3 separate regions of the Mus musculus genome follow, and regions 1 and 3 are each linked to region 2. Evidence: chromatin contacts called from public ChIA-PET and promoter capture Hi-C data. All regions are on one chromosome and are shown on one strand. Each heading gives the region's core, a stretch centred on a gene start, on an enhancer-like site or on the middle of the called end of the contact. The rest is flanking DNA. Distances are from core to core; before and after follow the strand shown. Region 1 holds the start of Filip1 (filamin A interacting protein 1). Region 2 holds the start of Cox7a2 (cytochrome c oxidase subunit 7A2). Region 3 overlaps Filip1 (filamin A interacting protein 1).

Evidence for each region. ChIA-PET counts read pairs in DNA pulled down with a chosen protein or histone mark. Capture Hi-C pulls out chosen DNA fragments and counts their contacts.
Region 1: a promoter capture Hi-C map of adipose tissue shows a contact between it and region 2. The contact joins the promoter of Filip1 here to the promoter of Cox7a2 in region 2. A contact is called at or near these places in 6 of 39 promoter capture datasets (the C10 cell line, the HPC-7 cell line, cranial neural crest and 2 more), 1 of 15 datasets of contacts at CTCF or cohesin (pro-B cells), 8 of 115 datasets of contacts at active chromatin or transcription factors (the 230-238 cell line, bone marrow-derived macrophages, cardiomyocytes and 4 more) and 3 of 9 other capture datasets (adipose tissue, liver and pancreatic islet).
Region 3: an RNA polymerase II ChIA-PET map of memory CD8 T cells shows a contact between it and region 2, with 11 read pairs. The contact joins the enhancer-like site here to the promoter of Cox7a2 in region 2. A contact is called at or near these places in 1 of 39 promoter capture datasets (the C10 cell line), 1 of 484 Hi-C or Micro-C datasets (uterus), 2 of 115 datasets of contacts at active chromatin or transcription factors (effector CD8 T cells and memory CD8 T cells) and 1 of 9 other capture datasets (pancreatic islet).

The regions. Positions count from the first base shown.
Region 1 is chr9:79,976,386-79,979,322 of GRCm38.p6, reverse strand. Filip1 (filamin A interacting protein 1) reads left to right here and starts at 1,441. Exons shown (of 6, transcript NM_001081243.2): 1 at 1,441-1,867.
Region 2 is chr9:79,758,578-79,761,744 of GRCm38.p6, reverse strand. It overlaps Cox7a2 (cytochrome c oxidase subunit 7A2), which reads left to right and starts at 1,892. Exons shown (of 4, transcript NM_009945.3): 1 at 1,892-2,105; 2 at 3,166-3,167. The coding sequence starts at 2,088. It also overlaps the pseudogene Gm51685.
Region 3 is chr9:79,912,186-79,915,515 of GRCm38.p6, reverse strand. The region is part of intron 1 of Filip1 (filamin A interacting protein 1); the gene reads left to right. Among named protein-coding and RNA genes, the nearest start is that of Gm35261, 14 kb to the left of the region's middle. Within about 2 kb of position 1,420, at least 19 of the 459 cell types and tissues checked have an H3K27ac peak or open chromatin away from gene starts, as enhancers often do. A contact at or near this core is called in effector CD8 T cells and memory CD8 T cells, where this site is marked.

The DNA.
Region 1 (2,937 bases), core at 192-2,691, 220 kb before region 2:
TTCCATACTACAAAACGAAACAAATCCAAAAGCTCTTTATGGATATTTGTGGAGGAAATAGCCCCATTATTCTTTCGCTGGAATGTTCTAGGCTCTTACAGGAAGGCACACAACAACAACAACAACAACCATTGCTCTCCTGATGGTTCTGAATCATCTATAGCCTGGTCTCATAATTCCCACCTATATCAGAATTTACTTTTAGGGACCGTGAATAGGCAATCCATTGTAGGGACTGTGAATAGGCAATCCATTGTAGGGACTGTGAATGAAGTATCGATTATTGTTCTAGAAGATACAGCTACTTTCACACAAAAGCTTAACTGCAGTTTCTCCCTTTAAACATTTTATTTATTTATTGTCAATGTATGTATATGCTATGTGGGCGTGTGTGCCAGGGCACAAATGTAGAGGTCAGAGGGCAACTTTGTATATTCCTGCCATCTTTCTGTGGTTACCCGTCCAGCGTTCATGGTTTACCTGTTGAGCCATCTCACCCGTGTGCGTGCTCCCTCCCCCACTTCTCCTTCCTTCTCCCTCCCCTTTACTTAACGGTTACTTCAGACCTAGAAAAACTGAGCCTGAACATGTAAAATTTAAAAAGGATATTGTTGAGAGCTTTGTCAGGGCAATATTCGAGGAAGGTTCTGAGGCAGCCCTGAACACTATTAATTTCCTGTGTGTACATAGTAAATCAGAGCATTAAGCACACATATTTTATAGATCTTAAACCTGGGAGGCTCGTACTTTTCTATGCTACAGAATGAAGTAGCAGAAACATCTTGAGACTTGAAGTTCAGGTTGGCGGTGTTTGCTCACTGGCTTTGGAAGATGGAGGGTTAATGGTGACTCAGGCTTGTCAACCACTAGTGAGAGGTCTCCAGTCCTGGTGTTTCTGGGGTGTTTGCCATGTGCTGCTTTGAATGAATGGCTTGAGTGGAAATAGTAAGAGTTTCCTTCCTGCCTTGACTTTCATATTCCTAGCGCTGTCGACATTCCTGTACGGTAGCCTTATTTGAAAAACACTCATATATACAGCAGGACACATCTTTTAAGAGTAAGGGATCAAGCTATAAATATAACTCTCCAATGATGAAAGCTGTTTGGAAATGATCTCTTACTGTGATTTTTCTCAACCGTTGCAGCACACTATTAATGCATTAAAAAAAAAAAAACAACACTTATCTAAGAGTCTGAGAAGACTATTGCCTTGGGAAATTGCTCTGCCCAAGACAACTGCCGCTCTGTTTCTTCTCAGATTTAAAAAGCCAAGTCCCACTTCGCAGTCTGCAAACAGTAATTACCTCTGTGAAATGAGCAGAGGTCCTTAAAAGGGTCTGCCGGCTTCCCCGGGATCTTTGCGGGGTGAGCGGGGATGTGGGGCTGATAACCCAGCTGCCTAGGAACTGAGCAGGGCCGGCTGCAAACTTCTCAGCTGTTGACAGGCTGGCCTCGCTGAGAACACTGGTTAAATATAGCACGCGCAGCTCAGCGCCCCAACAAAGTCACTGCGCTGACAGTGTGCGGGGAACAGCAGAGGAGAAACCTAATCTCAGAACCCAACAACACCTAGCAACAGTTGAAAAAACTTTGAAACAAAAGTCCGGGTGGGAGATAGGCGACTTCCAATTCCTGCTGATCCTGACTGAAGGAGAAGCTGCAGCTACTCTGTCCGTTTCCTGTATGACTTCAGCTACTGGCTAGTCCCAGCAGAGTGGGAAAAGCGGTTTTTTTTCCCCCTCAGTCTTCTTTTGGGCTGGCTAGTTTTTCAGGACTCAGTCTTGGACTGTGGGACAAGCCACTGGGTTCTTCAAGGGATAAACCAGCGGAGAAAGAACACACCTTTGGTTAAAGGAGACGACAACAGGTAAGTCCCCCCTCCCTTGCCCCCCAAGTAGCTACTTACTGTTAAGAAATTTCTTTCCACAAGAAGAAGGTTCGCTCCAATTCTGCTTTGTCTCTTGCTTGGTCTCTGCACGTGTAGGAATTATTAGAATCAGTGTGAATTATTAAAAAAAAAAAAAATCAAAACCTTTTTCTCTTTCTCAGAGTCATACCGATTCCCTTTTAAAGACAACATTTTGTGATATCTTCATAGTCATCAAGCTAGCCCTGCTGAGTTATTCATGTTCGTGCAGGTGATAGAAATATGACGAAAGTACAACCAGGGTCGCTAGCTAAGGCATGGAAGGGACATTTTCCCAGGGACAAAATAGCTATTATTTACTGAAACTAGCTAAGCTGCTTGTGAGGTAACTGAGGAAAGTCCTGTATGCTGTCCCACGTTGCTGTGCTGTTGACCCGCTTCTTTGTGGGCTCGGTTTGCTGGGTTCTCTGATTGCACCGGGACACCTTGTGCTGGTTCTGACCTCATTTGCCTGCAGTTGCCCAAATGCATCTGACTCGCGCAAAATATGCCTGCTGCTGATTCACTGAGAATGTTGTGGTACTTAAACTAATTAAATTGAGTGATTGCCTTTGTGCAGATAATAGATTCTGCTTTAAGAAACTTAGAATTTTTTTTTAAGGAAAAAAAAACCTCAATCTTTTCATAAGCTGTGTGGGTGTGAGTAAGAGTGTATTTCCAGTTGTGTGAAGGAAGTTCTGGCATTCTCTGAGGGTATATTGTCTCCCCTTCCAGAAGGTGACATGCACTTTAATCAGAATTGCTTACACAGAACAATTTCATGTTAGTCTCCCAGCTTGTGGCTATAAACCACTGATACTGTCAGTATTGATTCCTGGTGGTGGGTAGTTGGGGCCAAATTTGCATAAGAGGATGGATTATTTCTTTAAATAATTCAGAGAGTTTGGATGAATAAACCCAAGAATAAGATCAAAGAAAATACTGAAGAACATTCTTTTTTTTAAATTAATTGTACACTGGACTTGGAAGCTCATGCGTGTGATCCAGTAATGGAAAGACTGAGGCAGGAA
Region 2 (3,167 bases), core at 643-3,142:
AGTTTAGTATGAATTAGGGAAAGGTATGTTGAAATTTTGGTGTTGGTAGGATGAGGAGTCAAGCAGAAACTAAGGATCAACGTGCAAGAGGACTCTTAGGAGAGTGGTGTGTGGAAACCTCCTTAAAAGGCTCGCATTCCACACTCATGTTGCTCCCTTTGCCTTGATAGTTTATTTCCAAATTAAAATGTACTCTGGGGGAATGAGCACCTGTGATATCCGTGGCTGATAATGCAGAAGCTTGCCTAAGAAGTGATTTTGGAAAAGACTAACACAAAAGGAGGGGCACACAAGTTGCAGAAGTCTGCTTTTATTCTGGAGAGAATGGGATAGAAACACTGTTTTGTTTCATATGTGTCCTTTCCTTTTTAAAATGGAATGTGTCTGTAGATGGAGTGGTCCAGTAAAGAGAAAATTGTACTGCCCTAAGTGACAACGCTGTTATAGGTAGTTTTAATGTAAACTCTTGGTTCTTCTTGGACAGTCACTATTCCTAGGAATGTCAAACAGTATGCACTTAGTGTTGGTTAGTAGGCCTATTTTTTTCTAAGATTTACTTATTATTATATGTAAGTAGCTGACTTCAGACACACCAGAAGAGGTAATCAGATCTCATTATGGGTGGTTGTGAGCCACCATGTGGTTGCTGGGATTTGAACTTAGGACCTTCAGAAGAGCAGTCAGCGCTCTTACCCGTTGAGCCATCTCACCAGCCCCCCTAGTAGGCCCATTTTTATTAGTGTTAGGGGAATGGTAAGTATACAGTCGGTTCTGGGAAAACTTATATCCTGTGGTGAAACAGCGACAGCAGCACAAACTTTAACGAATTCCAATTACAGACAATAAATGTAAAAAACAAAACAAAAAAAAAAAAAAAACAAAACTCCCCATCCCCAGCTGTTGGTAATTATGCTCGATGGTACATTGAATAATTAAGAGGTGGTAGAAAAAAAGTCAGTTATAATGGGTGTTTATAAACTTGGTAAGGAAGAAAATTTAGACTGTGTTGGGGGTACAGTAGGTTATGAAGAAAAAAGTACCCCAAGATTTGAAGGAATTAAGCATTACCAGTTTTTATTCACGCAACACTGTGGAACCCGTTTATCATTAGCTTTTACCTGAAATGGCAATGAAGTCGTTTCTGAGTTTGCAAAAGGGTGGAAAGACATTTGTATTGTTGAGTAGATTATTTTTACTTGTACATTAGTGTGCAGAAGAATAAAGGCAGTTGTAAGGAGGAATAGTTATGCAAGACTGATGCAAAATGCTAACAGCCTATCTGTAAAATACGCGCACTTCTGACAGCTCCATCCAGGAGTGAAATGTGCTGCGGATCTGAGAAAGCACGACACAGTCGATATTTGTGTTGAACGTGGATTTAAAAATGTATTCCCCTCTTTTCAGCGTTTTCCCAGACTCAATAACGAAGTCAGCCAGTTCCAGTCTGGGGACACAGGAAGAGCTTCCAGCACAAGGAGTTTAGCAGAAGATCCACAGGTTGGCATACCTGTGGATGCCAACATCGGTCGTTCCTATATGATCTCAGCACAAAGACTAACGCCTCCCACTTTCATCTGTGGAAGACAAACCCTAAAACTGGACTCTATCCGTATTAAGAGGAGCTTTTGAATATTTAAGCTTGTACGACGTAGCTTTGACATCCATTGTTCCTTCAGACTGTAAACAATGGCTCAAAGCCTTCTCACAAGACAAGCTACTTTCCGGGTAGTCTGGTTGTCCACTGACTTCACCAGAGCGTATGAAGAGGGCTGCAAGACTTCACGCCTCTCCATTGCGGGTGGCGTTTGCTTTCCATTGTGATTCTGGGTCCGGCGGCAGGCGCGGCAGGGCGGAGCCAAGTGGTAAGGATAGCTTCGGAGGTCCGGAGGCTAGACGGGCCGCTGCGAGAAGTCGCTCTGGCTCGCCTTCCGCTCTCTATGGTCGGGAGCGCGAGCCCCTCCTCTTCCCGGAACGAGCCCTCTTGCTCGACGCGCGCGCAGCGCTAGGAGGGAGTTCCGTTTCCGGTCTGGTGGCTTTCGATTTTTGGCGTTCAGTAGTCGCGGTTGGTGGGTAACAACCGAGCCAAGATGTTGCGGAATCTGCTGGTAGGTAGCTTTGGGGGTTTGGCTGGTACTGGAGTGTCGGGGCGGAGGGTCAGGCATCCTGACAGAAAGGCGTGCTGGAAATGTGGCAGAAGACAGCAGCCGGAGTCACCTTGGCCGCGCGTCCTTTTCCCTGACCTTCCGTCCACTCGCCCCTGGCTGTTTCTGGGTAGTCGTAGAGGGAAGAGCAGGATCGCATTTGGTTCTTGGTCACTACAGCTTACCGTTGCTTATGGCTATGACTGTAGCTCTGACGTAGGCTCCAGTGGGGGGATCTTGGACACCTGGAAAACCTAGGTGGAAGGTGGCTTTTTGTTGTCATTTTGTTTTGTATCATAGTGAAAAGATAAAATTTTACCTGATTCAAAGAAGTAAGCCAAAGAACTAAATTGTACAGTTTTAGTTGGGATTTAATGGGTTTCATGATTGAAGTGTAATGACGATTCAGAATTACCTTTAACACTTGGTGAATATTTCTCCAAAATTTAAAAAGGTGTGTTTTGATTTTATTTTGTAATCGTTTAACACAATTAAGACTTAACACCAATTACATTTTTCTTAGATGTCCAGGAGTGTTCTAGCATGTGCCCTCCACTGCAAAGTAATTTTTCAGTGCCTTGGCTATCCTGGAACTAAATCTGTAGACTAGCATGGCCTCTGCCTCCCTAGTGCTGCGATTAAAGTCTTGAGCCTCCACTACCCTGCCAGGAATAGATTTTTGACATAGGCAAATATTAAATGAAAATGTTAGAACTTATAAGATGTCTATATCATTTATTTTTCTGTATATCAGCATGTTTTGTTCTATAAAATACTACTGATTAATTTCAGGCACAGGTTATATATAGGTCATGGTTTCTGAAGACTATGATATGTAACATGAAGCACAGAGCAGAGAATAGACAACATGTAGAAAATCTGGATGCTAGTCTTGGATAGTACTGACAAGTTCGATAATGCTTTAAATCTCAGCTTCCTTTCAGTGTGAAGGGTTGGAAGTTGCCTTTACAGGTTTCTTTGGACTCTTAGGTCTTGTTCGATGCATGTGAATTTTCTGTTTCAGGC
Region 3 (3,330 bases), core at 171-2,670, 150 kb before region 2:
AAAGGTCGCTGTCTGTCATCACTCCCACTCCGCTGCATAGCTCACTTTGTGCTTTCTTCCACTCCCACGTTTCACTCCACAGCACTTCTCCTTTCTTTAATTTTTAAAAAATACTTATTTATGTGACTACACTGTAGCTGTCTTCAGACACACCAGAAGAGGGCATCCGATCCCATCACAGATGGCTGTGAGCCACCATGTGGTTGCCGGGAATTGAACTCAGTACCTCTGGAAGAACAGTCGGTGCTCTTACCCACTGAGCCATCTCTCCAGCGTCCACAGCCTAGTGGACTAGCCTAGTCTCTTGCTAGATTTTGGAATTTTTTTCCTAGAAAACTTTTATAGGTCTGCTGCTATCATCCTTGAGTCACATTAAACAGAATTCATAAAGCATTTCAGCACAGTTCTAGGCTAGGGTAGAATAATATTTTTCTGATTTGCCCCAGTTTGTGTGGTATTTTTGTTTTTGTTGTTGTTGTTGTTGTTGTTACTACATGACTGCAGAGGCTCAGAAAATCCTCCAAATTCTTTTTTTTTTCCATTTTTTATTAGGTATTTAGCTCATTTACATTTCCAATGCTATACCAAAAGTCCCCCATACCCACCCACCCCCACTCCCCAATCCTCCAAATTCTTATGCTTCATGAGACTAATGGAATATTTAACTATATTGGCTAGATCTGGCTTAGCAGGAGAAAAACATTTTTAAAATTTAAAAATCTGGTTATTGCAAAGGTTTAAAAAATGTGGACGAGAGGCAAAACGTTCACTTTCCAGGTCTTGTGGTACAGAGTGTGAAGGGTTAAAGAAAGAAACCATGGTAACAGGTAGGACAACCTGGGAGAAAGTTGTAACATTTAGGGTCTTCCCAGGAGCCTTTCTGAACAGTGAGCACTGCTAAGATGGAAATCTTTCTGAGATGCTCAAACGTTTCATGGGCTGGGATATTTATAAACAGACTTGACAGAGTGCCCGTGATGCACAGAGGAAGTAACCTGGTGGTGCAGAGGAGGAGGTAGGTGGTTTGGTTGGTTTTTTACGTGTTAAAATACACTGAGGACACAAAACTAGAACCAATGATTTCCTTTGCCTCTGGCTTTAGGCACGCTGGGGTTTTTGTCTTTTCTGTTTGAAAGAATGAGGATGGTGTGTGATGAAGTCCTGAACTCCCCTGACCCTACTCCCCTTTATAAGGCCACACTGTAAAACATAACCCTTCCTGCAGTGATGGGGCTTCCTTTTTCTATGTGGTAGGCTTTTTTTCTTATAATCCTGTAAAGTATTATACATCTATATGATATCTTATGTGCCAGGTAGACTCTTAAAACTATGAATAGAAAAAAACAAAAAGAGACAGGGGTTGGATGCTTTGAGATGCTAATGAGCATAAGAAAGAGCTAAGCTTGGGCAGAAAAGAAGTTTTTGTTGGTGGTGAGGAGAGGGAGTGTGTTGAGCAGAGTTGTATCGCAACAGGAGGAGGAGTGCCTGATATGGACCAAGGGCAAGCATGGGTGTACCAGGGCAAATTCACCATTAAGGTCTGGAGGGGCCAAGGAAGCTGGGAATGAGAATGGACATTTAACTGCTAAAGGCATATCCTCTTTTTCCTCTTCTTTATTTTTAAAGAGAATTTATTTTAGTGTGTGCACTGTGTGAGGGTGGGGATGGGGGGGGGCATGGGGTAGGGGTGGGGGCTAGGGTGACTGTAAAAGCCATAAGAAGGCAGCACTAGAGTTGGGGACAGTTGTGAGGTTCAGGGCGCAGGTACTAGGAACCTGCCTGTGTTCTGAAAGAGCAAATACTATTTAGGTCTGGACTATCTCTCCAGCCTTTCTTCAAATGCTGTGGAAAGGCTTGTAATTTCAGTAGAAATGACACCACGGATTTGTATTTATATTTTGTAATTCATTTGCTCTCACCCATCTGGCACAACACAGGGTACTGCCCAGTGTAGAAGGCAGCAGGAATGAAGAGGAGGGAGAGTCCTAGATAAGAGAAGGAGTCTCAGGATGCTATTCAGCCCTCCTTTCTTCCCACTCTACACAGCAAATTCCATGCTCCGTGTTGCTGCTGTCAGGTTGCTATGGAAGGAAAAATAAGGTATTTAATGAACTATGTTAGTATACCAAATAGAATAATTTGTGCCCACACAATACCAATTTTCAAAAACCGTCTGCAAAACTTGATGTGGGTCTTCAGTGTATCTTACCTGTTTTCTGGAGAAAACCTTTTTTGAGGAATGTGCCGTGGAGGGTTGTGAAGGCGTCTGAATTCCTTCCAGGAGTTTATCATTGGTTTTCTAACTTGCAGCCTTGCCTTGCGGTGGGCTCCTGAAGGCCGGTGGGCCCTGCATGCCCTGCCATCTGCCTGTTCTCCTTGCAAGCACAATGGACTGGATTTTGCATTAAACCTTTGCTATTGCTTGGATATGGGGCCTTTAGAACAGTCATGGCCATTCCTGTTCAGACTTTGTGTCCTGTTTTCATTAGAACAGGACACCACATTGTTTCTCAGGAAGGGTCTTGAGAAATTCATCATTTCACAAGCTCCACAGTACATTGGTTTAAAAATGGATGTTTTTGGTTTTTCCCTTGGTAACCTAATTTCAGTTATTATAGGAATTCTGTATGTGCCTGTGGAGGAGAACATACGTACACACTTCTCCAGTTCCACTGAGCATCGCAAGAAAACATGAGCACTTGTGGTGTTTTCTTCATCCTCTGATCTCCACCATCAGAGATGGACTCAGACCCTAGCTCTTCTCAGCCATGTGAACAAGGGAACGATAGTTTATATCTTTACACCTCTTGCTCTCATCTGAAAGTCTCAGAATAGCAGCACCTGCTCTTGGAGGTGGGTGTAGTGTCAGATGTTAGGCTGTGTGTAAAGTGCTTCAGGCCTTGTAGGTAAGAGGGATCGGGAGCTGTTGGAAATGAGACAGGGATGGATCTCTCTCACTGACATAGCAGGAGGTACCTTGCCAAAACATTCGTCCCTACAAGACATAATAAAGTGGCTTAAAGTAATTCTTAGGGGTAACACAGTTGGTTATGCTATTGAAAATTGTATTCTCTCCTCCCAGGCTCTGTCTAATTTCTTCCTGAACTGTCTTGACTAGAGTGTTATCCCTGATGAATTTCACATTCCAATGATAGAGCAGGTGCCGGGGCAGATGTTGTTATGGAAACAAACATAGAAGACTGTATCTGGCTTACTAAGAAAGGAAAAGGAAATTAACTTCTGCCCAAGTTCAGCAACACCAATAAAACAGTATTTGCATAGGCCAAACGAACATCAAGGAATCCACATGGCTGGGCACCAGAGCTTAAG